Regions from separate parts of the Zea mays genome. Here region 2 is linked to region 1. The links are chromatin contacts, called in public Hi-C maps. All regions are on one chromosome and are shown on one strand. The core of a region is the stretch at or near the end of the contact, and the rest is flanking DNA. Distances in the headings are between cores, read along the strand shown. Region 1 holds the start of LOC100279315. Region 2 holds the start of LOC103634306 (fringe-related protein).

Evidence for each region. A called contact is a pair of places that touch in the nucleus more often than the background predicts.
Region 2: a contact with region 1 is called in a Hi-C map of endosperm, with 2.2 times the contacts expected there. The contact joins the promoter of LOC103634306 here to the promoter of LOC100279315 in region 1. A contact is called at or near these places in 2 of 25 Hi-C or Micro-C datasets (endosperm and leaf).

What each region holds. Positions count from the first base shown.
Region 1 is chr1:38,809,663-38,816,635 of Zm-B73-REFERENCE-NAM-5.0, reverse strand. It overlaps LOC100279315, which reads right to left and starts at 2,957. Exons shown (of 3, transcript NM_001152336.1): 1 at 2,494-2,957; 2 at 1,985-2,377; 3 at 1-783. The coding sequence starts at 2,808. The coding sequence ends at 151.
Region 2 is chr1:39,159,188-39,166,236 of Zm-B73-REFERENCE-NAM-5.0, reverse strand. It overlaps LOC103634306 (fringe-related protein), which reads right to left and starts at 2,341. Exons shown (of 3, transcript XM_008655863.3): 1 at 110-2,341. The coding sequence starts at 994.

The sequences.
Region 1 (6,973 bases), core at 1,708-4,207:
AGCGGGGAAAAGAAGATCTCAACCTCCAATATATTTACAGATCTTGCGACATGTATGATCTTATAGTAACACAAGTGTCACGTACAAATACATGCTCTTCACTCAGCACTGCAAGTACGTACGTACGTACGTACGGTACGTGACGAGTAGTCATGACCTCGCGACGAGCGAGTCCGAGTCGTCCATGTTGACGGCAGCCACCTGCGAGGGCCCGACGCGCACGGTGACCGCCGGTATCCTCAGCGGCGGCGGGCGCGCGTCGGCCTTGACGACGGCGACGTCCTGGCTCTCCTTGCCCTCCCTGAGGTCGCTGGGCGGCAGGAAGCAGTCCATGGAGAGGCCCCAGATGTTGAAGTCCACCTCCTCGATGTTCCACTCCTCCTCCATGCGCGTCCTGGTGTTGCCGTCCTGGCAGTCGCCGAACCTGACGAGCGAGACGGCGGTGCGGCCGGCGTGGGCGATGTTGACGCCGTCGACGGCGCGGTAGTCGCCGAGGCGGGACTCCATGGTGGTCTCCCAGAAGACGCTCCCTCCGGCGCCGCCGCCGCTGGACCTGATCTGCAGCAGGTGCGAGTCCTCCAGCTGCACCAGCAGGCCCGTGCGCTGGCTGAAGTAGCCCCACACCGTGTGCCGGATGATCTCGACGCTGCTGCTGTTGCGCGCGCGCAGGCTGGACGCCTCCGCCTCCACCTTGAGCACGAAGCAGTCCTCGCCGTCGATGCTCCGCTCGCCGATGCACACCGAGTCCGCGAACAGGCTCGCGGTCAGCTGCGGATCGAGGCCCTGCATGTCAATTAATGCCATGTGAAGTCAGCGTGCCGTTGCGGTCCATTCGATCGAGGTAGTAAAAGAAAAAAGAAAACTCGTGACATGTGTGCGACTGCGAATGCAATGTACACACGGAGCAGCATTAGTAAACGCGAGTAGTGTCGGGTACGCAATCAAGTAAGTATTAGTCGATTCGATGGTCAAATGGTGGCGGAGGAACGAGATTATACTGTCGGTCGGCCCGTACGTTGCTGCTTATTGCCATCAGGTTGGTGCAGCGCGATTAGCGGAGAGAGTCGGGTGGACCGGCTGCCGCGCGCCACCAACCGATCGATGTGGCGCGCGAGGGTCTCATTTCACTAGGCCCAGGTCCACGTGATGTGCCCGCGCACATGGCCGCACGTTGGGGGTGCCAAGGACCACGGCCGGCCGGCCGGCTGGGGCCGACCCCTAATCACGCACGCTGCCCCGCGCTAAGCGCCTACGCGTGTGTATCCTCCGCGCAGCTGCTGCCTGCTGTTGCGCTAATTACAGACCCTGAGACCCCTCCCGCTCCCGGGCGGCGACATGATGTTGCCACGGCCATTGATGGTGAGCCTCCGAGTCTGCGTGTACTGAGTGACCGGCGCCTAAATCTCCCGATGAGCGAAACCGCTCGGCCTTATCCCACGACACCGCTGCCCTCATGAATCATGATACCCTCTGCTCCGCGTGGACGTTCGATTTGCCTGCTCTGTCCTGCCGACAGTATATGCAAGCGGAGATCGACATGCCCTGACACAACAGGCATCTGTCTGTCTATGCGATGATGAGCTTGTGCTGTCACTGGGACTGGAGCAGACGTGTACATGCTACGTGCTGCGGCATCATTGTCCGTTGCAATGTCCAGCAGCTCTGGCCTCTAGCAAATGGGGTTGCTCTGCCCAGTACCAGTACGTCCGGGCCGGGCCAACGTGCAATAGCAACAACATCAGATTCAGATCGGCTCATCTGACCGCGAGTTTGAACAAACTTTACGGGGGTGGGGTTCGAAATGAGTACGCAGTACGTTTCTAGCAATGCTACGCGACCGTACATTCGACAAGTCCTAGGTGGCGATGACGGCATGCGTGCGTGCGTGCGTGCGTACGCGTATGGAAAGCACTCGAGACCACACCTAGCTGGGAAAACGTACACGAAACCGCGCGGCCGCGGAGGCGGGGCGTACGCTACGCACCTGGAGCGAACGGCGGAGCGGGCGCGGGGGACCGCGGGATGCGTGCGACTGGTGCCACGGCGTCTGGCGCCACGCCACCTTGCCGTCGCTGCCGGCGCTGATCTTGCAGCCGGACACGACGAGCTCCAGGCACCACAGCTCCGGCTTCTTCTGCCACAGCACGAACCCGCCGATCTCGCCGCCGCCGCCCCCTCCCTTGCTGCCCTTCTTCCCGCCGCGGTGGTGCCCGTTTCCGGTGCTTCCGCCGTGGCCGTCGGCGTCGCTGCTGTTGAGCTCCGCGGCCGTCATCCGCACCTTGCCCATCGCGTACATGCTCTTAACCTTGTTCAGCGCCCACTCCCCGCCCGACGCCGCTATGTACTGCTGCACGATGTACTTGGCGGAGGACGACTCCTGGGATCAGCACGTACGAGCGCACACACAGAGACGGATGGATTAATCATCAGCCGATCAGTAAAACGACGAGACCGAGAAAAATGCGGGTTCGATCGTTCTGTCGTCGTACGTACGATGGGATCGGCCTTGAGCTGCTCGCAGAGGACGGAGCAGGGCGACTGGTTGGCGTGGTAGACGGGCAGCGGGATGAGCGGCGCGCCGATGACGCCCAGCATGAGCTGCAGCTCCCCGCGGGTCATGGAGCACGGCTCGCCCGCGCCGGACCGGTCGGCGGCGTGCGACCGCATCCAAGCCTTGACGTTGGTGCAGCCGAACCTGGTGGAGCCGCGGGAGCCGCCGCCGCCGGAGAACATCTCCTCGGGGATGGGCACCTCCAGCACCGTGTCCAGCGCGTCGTCGCGCTCGAGGTTCGGGCAGAGCTTCCTCATCAGACGGGCGGGCGGGAGGCGGGGCGCGCACGCGCGGGACAGCTCACTGCCTTCCTCTTCTCCCCGTTGGTTGCGCCGTGGTGCGGACGAGAGCTCTTTCTCGCTGGCGTTGTGTGATGTGCGTGCCTGCGTGAGGCGGTGAGGCCTCCGGAACTGAAGCGCGCGTTATGGTGCCTGTGCCTCCCCCTCCCACTCCCAGTACTGGGCCTCTCTCGGTGGACTTGTACCGGTTTTGACGAGTCGTGCGAGCAGCTGGCAGGTGGGGCCCTTCCTTGATTTCGCGACAGGTTTGGTCGTGGCCGCACGCTCACGTACTGGTACTGCTGCTACACCTGTTAAAAAATTTGAGAAAAAAAAAACTATCTTGGTCCAGATTTCGTCGCGCGTGTGGACATACGACTGCACGTTGCCCTTTTGCGAGCCCCAGACCTTTTGGTGTGTGCTGTCTGTGTAGTGCTACTGCTCGTCTGTTCCCATATATCCACTCCGTTTCCGAGAGCGCGCATGGGAGTTTCTGTGGACCCTCTAGCAGCATGCATGATATCGTGGGATAGTTGGCGAAGTACCAATACGCCTTTTTTTTGAAGAATAAGAAAGAAACATCGACGCTTGCTTGGTCTGAGTGTAACAGCGATGGTTTGTTTTGGACTTGCATCCTTCTTCTTCTTCTTCGGTTCTACCTAGGTTCTGAATTGTAAGGTGTTTTAAGAGAGTAGATTACTGGAAAAGGAGGGAGTAGATTACTGGTACGTAATACGGAGTAACTGGTAGGTTTTGGCTGTTGGTCAAGAACTCAAGGGCTAGATTCGCCTGTCCTCCACGTACTAGGTCGGTCTGAACTCAGTTTAGAGACTCGCCAAGAACGGAAGAAGCCGAGACACACACCCACCAACTCCGTTTTGGTTTACTCTTACTCCCAAGTCCCCATCCCAGTTCGTATCGTATGTTCCGGCCCCCACTGGCCACTGCGGCGTACGATCACGCGATCATTCAAAACCCCGCTGCCCCCACGTACGGCCACGCGAGTCCCTTTCCATAACCGGTGCGCGGCCTACGTGAGTGGTACCACTACTGCTGCTACTAGCCGCGGAGGATTTGGAGGGGTGACTAGCAATGGACTGTTGACGTTGCCTCGCTCGTGCACCCGAATCGCTATGGGGGGCCCGTGTTAGGTGCCGCAATGATCGGCGCTCGATTGCTAGCTATAGCTAGGCCGCCGCCAGTCCGGATGACAGGTGGACGTGACGCAGTTTTCACCGGCCGGTCTGCAAAGACTGCAATGCATGGGTGCTCTCTCGATCTGCCCGGTGGTTGGGTCAGCCGGACGGACGGACGGACGGCCTTCCGGCGCCGGTGGGGGCAGCCGCAGCTCGATCGGCCCCGGGGTGTTGGCGCTAGCTACGCTGGTGGTGTACGTTTGCGTCGGCCGCATCGATCACCGCACGGTGCGTGCCGCGCTTATTGTATTCGCGTTCGTGGGGTTGGGGATTGATTTGATCCTGTCGTCCGCGGGCTTCCTCCGACGTGCCAACCAGGTTGTTGTTGTTGGCTTATTGTTGCTGTGCCACTGCTAGCAGCTAACGGCCATGCATGGCCTCCACCACCACCACTCTGTCGCAATCATTGTTGAGACCGACACCGAGACCGCGCGCGCTCTACAGGCTACAGGTGTCCGGCTCCGGCTCGATCGGCGTGGGAGATCCAGGGATCAATCGTGCCCCCGATATTCCTCCTCCTCCTCATCGATTACTCCTGTTTATCTACGATTCGATACGATCCCGCTGCAGCGAGTACTACACCCCAATCAAGCCACGAAACCGCAGATCAATACTAGAATCGCGGGAAAAAATCAGCTCATGATTAACACGATCTAGACGCACCACTGCGTACTTATATCGGATAGTAATAGCTAGCGACTCAAGACGGCTGATTCGGTAGCTTTTTATTATTGGGCAGATCCTACGGGCACGGAGTGAGTGCTGATCAGCGATGTCCCTTCCCGGGTTTACCGGCGCGATGGCCACGAGCCCACGACTGGTGAGCCGGGTTTTGCTGGTGGCATGGATCCACACCGCGCGCTTGCCGTTGCCACAGCGACGGGAACACCATTATATTCTTGCTTCGCTCGACGTGGTATTTATCCCCCAACAACCAGGCACCGGGATCTGGAATCCGCCGAGCAGCAGCAGCATGCATGCGCTGATGCGCCTTTCCGTGCTACTAGCCTACTACAACTAAAACGGCAACGACGACGCACTGCCCGCTCATGTCACGTCAGGGCCCGACATCGCCGGACTCCTCGGACGCCGACGCCTTCACCACCCCGGCGGCAACGGACGACACGCTCACTGTTCAGTGTACGTGCGCCTATTAGAAATTGTTCGGTTACGACTAGATCAAAGTGGATTAAGGATCTGTTTAATTCGTTACCTAACTTGCCATATTTTATGTGACTTTTTCGTCTAAAGTTAGTTTTTTAATTCGAACTACTAACCTTAGGTAAAGTGTGACACGGTTAGCCACGAATCAAACACACAATAAATCTCTCTTTAGTCAAAATTGAGTAGAATAAAATTTAATCTCATCAATCTGGACGCAGCCGAACAAGTTCGAGGAGGAGTGGTGGTGGTTCCGGTGGTCACATCGGCGTGGAAATGTTGGCAGCTTCGCACGTTACCGACAATCCATTCATTGATTGATTCAAAGGCGCCGAGGACCAATAGACGTACAGACGAGACTCTAGGTTTTTTTTTTCATTTGTGGCCCAGCCCAGCGAAATGCAAAGTCAAAAGCAACTGGTACGAAGGAAGGGGTACAGGGAGTTTGGCAGATGATGACAGAACGGGTATGATCCAGCCGGCGTACACAGGTCAAACGAAATAAAAATAAAAAAAAACCAAACAAACAAAACGGAAACAAAGTTGAATTCTGGAGCGACTCTAGCACGTCTCTAGTCTCTACGCCTGGACAGAATCGTTCTGGCCGAAAAAAAGAGGACAGGGGGCGTGCCCTGCCCGTGAGGTGAGTGTCGGCGACGGCGTTTCCTGTTTGGCATGTTACCATCGCGACTGCAACGGCGAGCGAGTAGCTCAGCTCGACACAGCGGCACAGGGCCACCTAACGACGCACGCACGCACAAGATGCGTTGGGCTGGAGCTCCAGCGAGGGAGGTCAGGTGTCCGTCCACATCGGGTGCCGAAGAGATGTCAGCGTAGCGGAGGCGCGGAGCACTGTCCTGGCGCGCACACGGCACAACCAACCGGATCGGCTCGGCGGCCCAATCATCGGGTCCGGCGGGTCTGGTCGCTTGGCTCGGTGGGTGCGCAGAATAAAGCGCGCCGCCTAACTGTCACTGCGGCGGTAGAAAACACGCGTGGGCGTGCCCGGCGCTTTCGAGCTGTAAAGCGAGGCCGTCCGCGTCGACCCCTTCTCTAACTCTAATGCGCCGCGCCGGTGCGAGCTCGGAAGGAGGAAGATGGCTACGGAGTCTAGCAGCAGCCAGCAGCGACAGAGAGGATGCGCGTGACATTGGGATGCCGAGGGAGGCTTCCAATAAGTCCAAACCGGGGTGTCCCGTCCGGCGTCCTATACCCAGCTGGATATTTCGTTAACCAGGTGAATTTGTGAACCATACTAGCTGCACCTGCACAGTCTGCGGCGGAAATTTGTGCCGAGGGCGACGCGTGCTGGAAAGGAAGGAAATAAAGGAACGTCGTGGGGGGAGACGGCGATTCATTTCTTCGTGCTCCCATCTGCCATCGAGTGGCGAGGCTCCTGACTCCACCGAAATTATTGGAAATGGTCGGCCGGTCGGTCGGTCGTTTATAGAGAGAAAAAGGCGGGCCGGTCACTGCGATGCCATTATAATTATAATCACGGCCGCGTTAGGAAAATCCGCCGTGCGACTTTGCGACGGTACCAGTTTCGGCAAAAAGGGTATCGGTCCTTGGTTGCCAAGGAAAAAAAAAGGCGACCATTCCCCGGTTTAGTTTTACTGAGTTCTGGTCAGCCCGATGCTGCTGGGGAGACGGAGAAAGAGAGCAACCGCCAACCGCGTGGCGAAGCTTCTGATGAAGTAGTTTACCGTGTACTACCTCAGCTGGTGACTGGTGGAGAAATAGCAGTTGGAGGTCTACGTCTCTGCTGGTAGAATGGTATAGGCTCT
Region 2 (7,049 bases), core at 1,092-3,591, 350 kb before region 1:
AAAATGTCATTTGAGTCTTTTTTAGTATTTCAGTTGAGAAGGAAGCATGCAAATGCTTAGGAGTAAGCAGACAAAGATATGCAGCAGCTAGCGTTAAGGACGCTCTCACCTGGTGGAACCCGGGCTCGCGGGTGAGCGGCACGCCGAGCTCGCTGAGGCAGGCCTTCACGCGCTCATCGCTGCCGAAGAAGTACCTGTACCGGTCCAGGCAGCCGTCGATCGCCGTGGCGAGCGCGGCCGCGGCCGGGTAGCTGACCGCGAAGCCGCCGCCGCCGAAGGCCGTGCCGTACGAGTGCATCACGTCCTGCTCCACGCTCTCCGACGGCGCCCCGACGTAGTACATCTCCTCGTGGTCGTACTTGCTCAGCACCGCCACCAGGTTGTCCGGGAAGAAGACGGTGTCGTCGTCGCCCATCACGAACCACCGCGCCTCCTCGCGGGCCGTGCCGTTCCCGAGCTCCCCCGCGACGGCCAGGAACGAGTCCACCACGATCCGGGCCATCCGCGACGCCGGCGCGCGGTCCCCGAACCGGGACGCGTCCGCCGAGACGCGGTACGGCGGGCACGTCGCCGCGGGCCACGGGCTCGCGGGCTGCTCCTCGAGCCAGACGTGCCCGCGCATCTGGCCGGGGCGCCACCACAGCTCCGCGTACCCGCGGCGCTGGTCCCACGTCCGCGCCGACGCGCCGATGCCGAACGCGACGTGCGACAGCGTCGTCGGCGAGCGGGCCGCGCGCGCGGCCGAAGGGCCGTCAGCCGCGGCCGCCTCGTCGCCGGGAAACTCGCCCAGATCGCCCGCGCAGTCCTGGCACGTCCACAGCCGGTACAGCCCGTGCGCGCCGCCGTCGGGGAAGAAGGCGACGTAGGCAAGGAACGCCAGCGTAGCCGCTATCAGCGTGGACAGCGACGCCGCCACGCACCGCCGGCGCTGGTCGACGCCGCCCGCGACGCCGGCACACCCGCCGCCATCCGCGGCCTTCCATTTGTGCAGCATCCGGCCCTGCCCGAGATCGCCGCCTTCCACGCGCTACACCAACGGCTTGGCGGGAATCCCGCGAGGCGGGGCGAAATGGCCGGCAGGGGCTCGAGACCCCCGGCCGTTCCTTCCCCGCGAAGGATGATCAGAGGCTGCTGGCGGTGCGCCCCTTCCGAGCACCGTTCTGCGGGAACGGCGGAATCGTGGCGGCCGCGCGCGAATGGGAACGGAAGGCTAGCGCTGCTCTCTCTCTCTCTCTCTCTCGCCTCGAGCTACTATATCCCGCCGGCGCGCCGCACGATCGATAAGGAAACGAAACGGCGGCGGCGATACTGCGGTCGTGGCCTCGTGGGTGCTGTGGTGGTTTGGGCGCTTCCTTCAATTCCTTCCTTATTATCATCACTCGCATGTGGCGTTTAGCTCGGGAGGACGCTGCGGCGTGGGCGTGGCACGACCGGAATAAAACGCGCGTTTTTTAACTCTCGGTTTGATAGGGTTGGGCCGGAACGCTTGAAAAGCAAGGCAGGTGGCGCGATAGTTATATCTCCCCCCGAGATAACCGAGCCGTTAACCTCCTCCCGATAAAGGCTCGTCTCGAGGGCTCAACTGCACCCCTCCCGCACGCCGCACCCGCAGGCCGCAGCGTCCATGTTTGTGCGAGTCGTGAGCCGTGACGGAGGCCGTATTAGGCTCGTGTGTTTGGCGGTGGCCGGTCCTCCGGCTGGATCCGGCGCGCGTTTGGCGCACCGCTCTAGCCAAATCGGCCGGCAGCCGTGGAGAAGACATCGGAAAGCCTACTGCGCTGCGCGCCTGCGCCTTCGCTGTCTACTTTCTCGGAGTGTTCCGGCCCTTCACCTAGGTGGCGAGCACATGGACCATCCACGATTCAACATAGCCGATCAGGTGCTAGAGCGGCAGGTTCAAATGTTGCTAGCATCTGTTGAGCAAACTTGGATGTATGCTAGTGACGTGCAAGGAAAGAGAAGATGCCGGCATGTCGACAATCCGCTTCGTTGGGAAGATTTGCGTCAGGGCAGAGGCAGCGCCCTCAGATGCGGCATGTGGCGCTAGCCTTGAACGATTTCCAGTTTGAACACATTGATGCACCCACCGGCTCCGGTCCAAAATCGTCTCGGATCTATTATTCTTTTCCAGATATGTTTGTAGATTGTAGGCCGAATTAGAAACCTTTGGTGGCATGTGGGGGCTAGCTGGTCGGATTCATGAAAGCGGAAGTAGACCGTGAAAGCGGAACTAGGCCCTCTTAATAGTTAACGGTTAAGATTAGCTACAGACTTTCGAACAGTTTAGTTAAGAACCTGTTTAGGAGGGTTTCATTTCAACAATTTCAGCTTCGTTCGAGCTTCTTCCACCCAAATAGATCTAGTTGTACAATCTCTAGCTTTTAAAAAAGTTGAAACTAGAGATCAATTAGTCTTCTATATGTTTTTTATCAACATTTATAGTATTTTTCACTTTGCATTGCATCTATGTGCCACTTCAATATGTATTTAACTAAATTTTAGCTCAACTCATGATGGCCCTGGGGTAATTTGTTCTGGTTTGAATCTTTTGATTGTATTCTATGTTGACTGGGTCTTTAATGGTGTTTCATGGAGTCTTAATTTTCCCTTATTATAACCAAAACTTTCAATTTCTGGACCTACACTTACGCTGCAAGCACATATCCACGGTGACCCTTCATATAAAAATGAAACTATGCATATGACTAACTTAAGGCTCGGTTTGAGTTGAATATCACGATCTAATGTTTTCCTACTAACTTTAACTAGCTAAGGGTCTATTTGGCAGGGCCCAAAAAACAGCTCTATTCCTAAAAAGCAACTTTTTTTAGAACTAAAGCCATCTTGCAAAACGTTTAGCAGAAACGACTTATTGTAAAACTAGAGTCATAACCTTTATTAAAGTGTCATATGTACTCAAATAAATACCCAAGTTTTTGTTAAAAAAATGAGTATATAAAGTGCATAATACATGTGTATTTGTAAAATACAAAAAAAACTGTATTCGCTTATTTGGGCTAAATCAGCCTTCCGCCTAGCGCTGATGGGCCGCGGTGATGGCCCAGCTACGTTTGTGCCATAGCCCACGTCACAAGCACGCCCTAGCCATGTTTCTGGCAGCAGTCCAGCCTTCCGCTGTTCCGAACGCCGCCGCACTGGATTACTGGAACGCCTTCCGCAGTCCGCACGTTGCCGCCCGACGAACGTTGCTGCTCGCAAGCAACATTTATCGAACATTGCATTTATCGCTTGTTCCCGAGTCCCGACGCTACAGTTCCACACCCAACATTTTGTCAAGCGTCGCATTTCACACCTGTTCCCGACGCTACAGTTCCACTCCCAACGTTTTGTCGAGCATCGTATTTTTCACCCGTTCCCAAGGGTTAGGGTCCACCTGTCTGACCCAACAACCTAAAATGATACATTTAGTAAGGTTTAGGGACCAAAAAAATGGTTTTATAAATACACTGATTTACAACAAGTTTAAGTATCTTCACTAAAATTTACTCCAAAATAGATGTTGCCTCTAAAAAACCAAACAACCCTCAATTGGAAAGGTTAAAGTATGATTTTTTTCTTGGACGGTTAAAGTATTAGGTTATGGCCAATGAATCATGTATATGGTCGGATAAAACACTACATTTACGTGGTTGTAAAATATAGTTTGAAATAGTGGTGGGATGAGATGTGAGATAGATACACTCTTAGCCGTCTCCAACAGAGCATGCATATGAACCTGAAAACATTCAAGCTGATCAACTGCAATTATTTGGCTGCGGTTACACCTGTTCACAGTTATGACTGTATTGCAAATTGTTTTTGCAGCCAAAGTTGAACATGTTTGCAAGTAGTTACAGCGAATAGATTCATTATTTTGCAATGTATACTGCACTTTTTATAGGGTAGAGTTTAAAACAAGTGAGATGATAAGGACAAGTACAACCTAAAGACGGTGGTTCATGTTGGGGGTCTACTTCGTCGTCGAAGGTCCTGTGAGAAGAAACACCTTTGGAAGGACAGAACAGGAACAATGTCGAAGCTGCCAATCAGGGAGCTTCGTAGCGTATTTCTAGATGCACCAACTTAAAAATGAAATGACTAATCGGCCCACAATAACCTGTGTTATGATTGTAATCATTTGTAGAGGACATGAATGTAAATTCACACAAGCTGTGCCCTGTGCCTATAAATAGGTGAACAGTACCTCGTGTTGTTCACGCTTTCACATCTTACCTTTGTCCTCTGTCAAACTTAAGGTACAAATGTAATTTGATATTGCTTTCATATACTCATGATTATTTAATAATAGAAGTTTATATTATGATATCATATAATTGTTCATGTTGTTTTCCTATGTTTCATAAGCTTCATCCTCTATTTATATGTCATATTTATGAAGGTATGTTTTTCATAACCTTCGTCTGAAGATCATTATATCCTAAGAGAAATAATGCTTCGAAGGACGAAGGACATTAATATTTAACATTTTTGTGTTGTCTTGTTCTTAACTCATAGCATTTGAGAACAAGTCCCCAACATTGGCACCCACCTCCGGTGAACTCACTTCCACTGTTGAGCTGATGGCTTCGTTCAACAATCAAGCTGAAGTTGCTTTGGCTACGAAGCTGGTGCTCTCGATAATAGGCGGCTCAAGTTCAGAGCCGGTTAACAAGAAGCAGAAGAAGGAAGCACAAAGAAGGGTGCAGCATGTTGGGGTGTAGGGACCCTTCATCAAGTCAAAATGGTCCCACATCCCAATCACCTTCTCCCAGGAGGACCTCCAGCTCAAAGATTACCCTCACAATGATGCTATAGTCATATCTTGTGTCATCAAGGGATTTCTGGTTCATAATGTCCTGGTTGATACAGGCAGTGCAGCGGATATCATATTTGCTAAGGCATTCAGACAGATGCAAGAGCCAGAAGACAAGATTTACGATGCTACACATCCTCTATGCGGCTTCGGAGGAAGACAGATTGTGGCACTCGGTAAAATCACAATGCCAGTAACCTTTGGCTTTGTTCATAACACAAGGACTGAACAGGTTGTCTTTGACATTGTCGACATGGAATACCCCTACAATGCAATAATTGGCCGAGGAACACTCAATGCTTTTGAAGCAATACTTCACTCAGCATATCTATGCATGAAGATACCTTCGGAACAAGGGCCCGTTGCTATTCATGGAAGTCAAGAAGCTGCCAGAAAGGCCGAAGGAAATTGGACAGACTCAAAAGCGATCCACAATATAGATAGAGCCGAAGCTTGTGAACAATACAAGTACAGAAGAGAGAAGGCTGCTTCGGCTGATCAGCCGAAGCCCATGCTTCTATGTGAAGACATAGCAGAGCAGGAGGTACTGCTGGGGTCTCAATTATCTGAAGAGTAGGAGAAAACTTTGATAAGGTTTTTATTCAACAACAAAGATGTTTTTTCTTGGTCGGCCAATGATCTCTGTGGTGTCAACAGATACATCATTGAACATTCACTCAATGTCGACCCATCCTTCAGGCCAAAAAAGCAAAGGATTCGGAAGATGATAAAGTCGAAGGTGCTCGGAATGAAGTAAAAAGACTTCTCAGTGCTAGTGTCATCAGAGAGGTAAAATATCCAGAGTGGCTAGCCAATACTGTTATGGTGAAGAAGGCCAATGGCAAATAGAGAATGTGTATTGACTTCACAGATCTTAACAAGGCCTGTCCAAAGGACGAATTTCCATTACCAAGAATAGACTCTCTTGTAGATGCAACAGCTTCTTCAGAGCTTATGAGTCTGCTGGATTGCTACTCAGGATATCATCAAATATGGATGAAGAAGGAGGATGAGCTGAAGACTAGCTTCATAACTCCTAGTGGCACCTATTGCTATCTTTGGATGCCTGAGGGGCTCAAGAATGCTAGAGGAAGCTTCGGCAGAATGATTGCCAAGGTCCTTCATTCCTAGATAGGCAGAAATGTGCTGACATACGTTGATGATATCATAGTAAAAAGCACGAAGCAAGAAAATCGCATTACTGATCTACAAGAAACATTTGCTAATTTCAGGCAAGCTGTCCTGAAATTAAATCTAGAAAAATGTGTCTTTAGAGTGAAGAAGGGTAAGTTCCTTGGATGTCTAGTTTCAACGAAGGGGATTGAAGCTAACCTAAGCAAGATCGAAGCTATCCTTCGGATGGAACCGCCAAGCACAAAAAGGGGGCCCAATGGCTGATAGGAAGACTGACATCATTGAATAGATTCATATCTAGATCAGCAGAAAGAAACTTGCTATTCTTTAAAATACTAAAGTCAGCCGAAGTTTTTCAATAGGGCCCAGCTCAACAGAAAGCCTTCGAAGAGCTGAAGCAATACTTGATTGATCTAACAACATTAACTCCACCTGCGCCAGGGGCTCCATTACTATTGTATGTGGCAGCTTCGCACTCTGCAGTGAGTGCGGCGCTTGTACAGGAGAAGCTTGAAGGACAAATAAAAAAGCAAGCCCTAGTATACTTTGTCTCCGAAGTTCTAAGTTTATCAAAGAAAATCTATACAAAATTGGAGAAGGTGTTGTATGCTGTGTTAATGGCCTCCAGGAAGCTTCGGCATTATTTTCAAGCATACCACGTAATTGTTCCTTCATCATAGCCTCTGAAGGATATTATGAGGAACAGAGAAGCTACTGGAAGGATTGGAAAGTGGGCTGCGGAGCTTAATGAATTCAGTATTGACTATGTGCATAGATCCTCAATTTAGTCCCAGGCGTTAGCAGACTTCATTGCTGATTGGACGCCAGGGGCTTAGGAAGAAGAAGCAAATAAAGATGCTGAAGCTTGGACAATGTTCTGCAACGGTTCCTGGGGAACCTTCGGTGCAGGTGCGGCTGCTGTCCTAGTTGCACCTTCCAAAGTCAGAACATGCTATGCAGCAAGGCTTGACTTCAGTTGTACCAATAATATTGCTGAATACGAAGCTTTACTTTTGGGGCTTCGAAAGTTAAAGGCAATGGGAATAAGAAGGGCAGTCCTTAAAACAGACTCTCAAGTTATTTCTGGTCATGTTGACAAGAG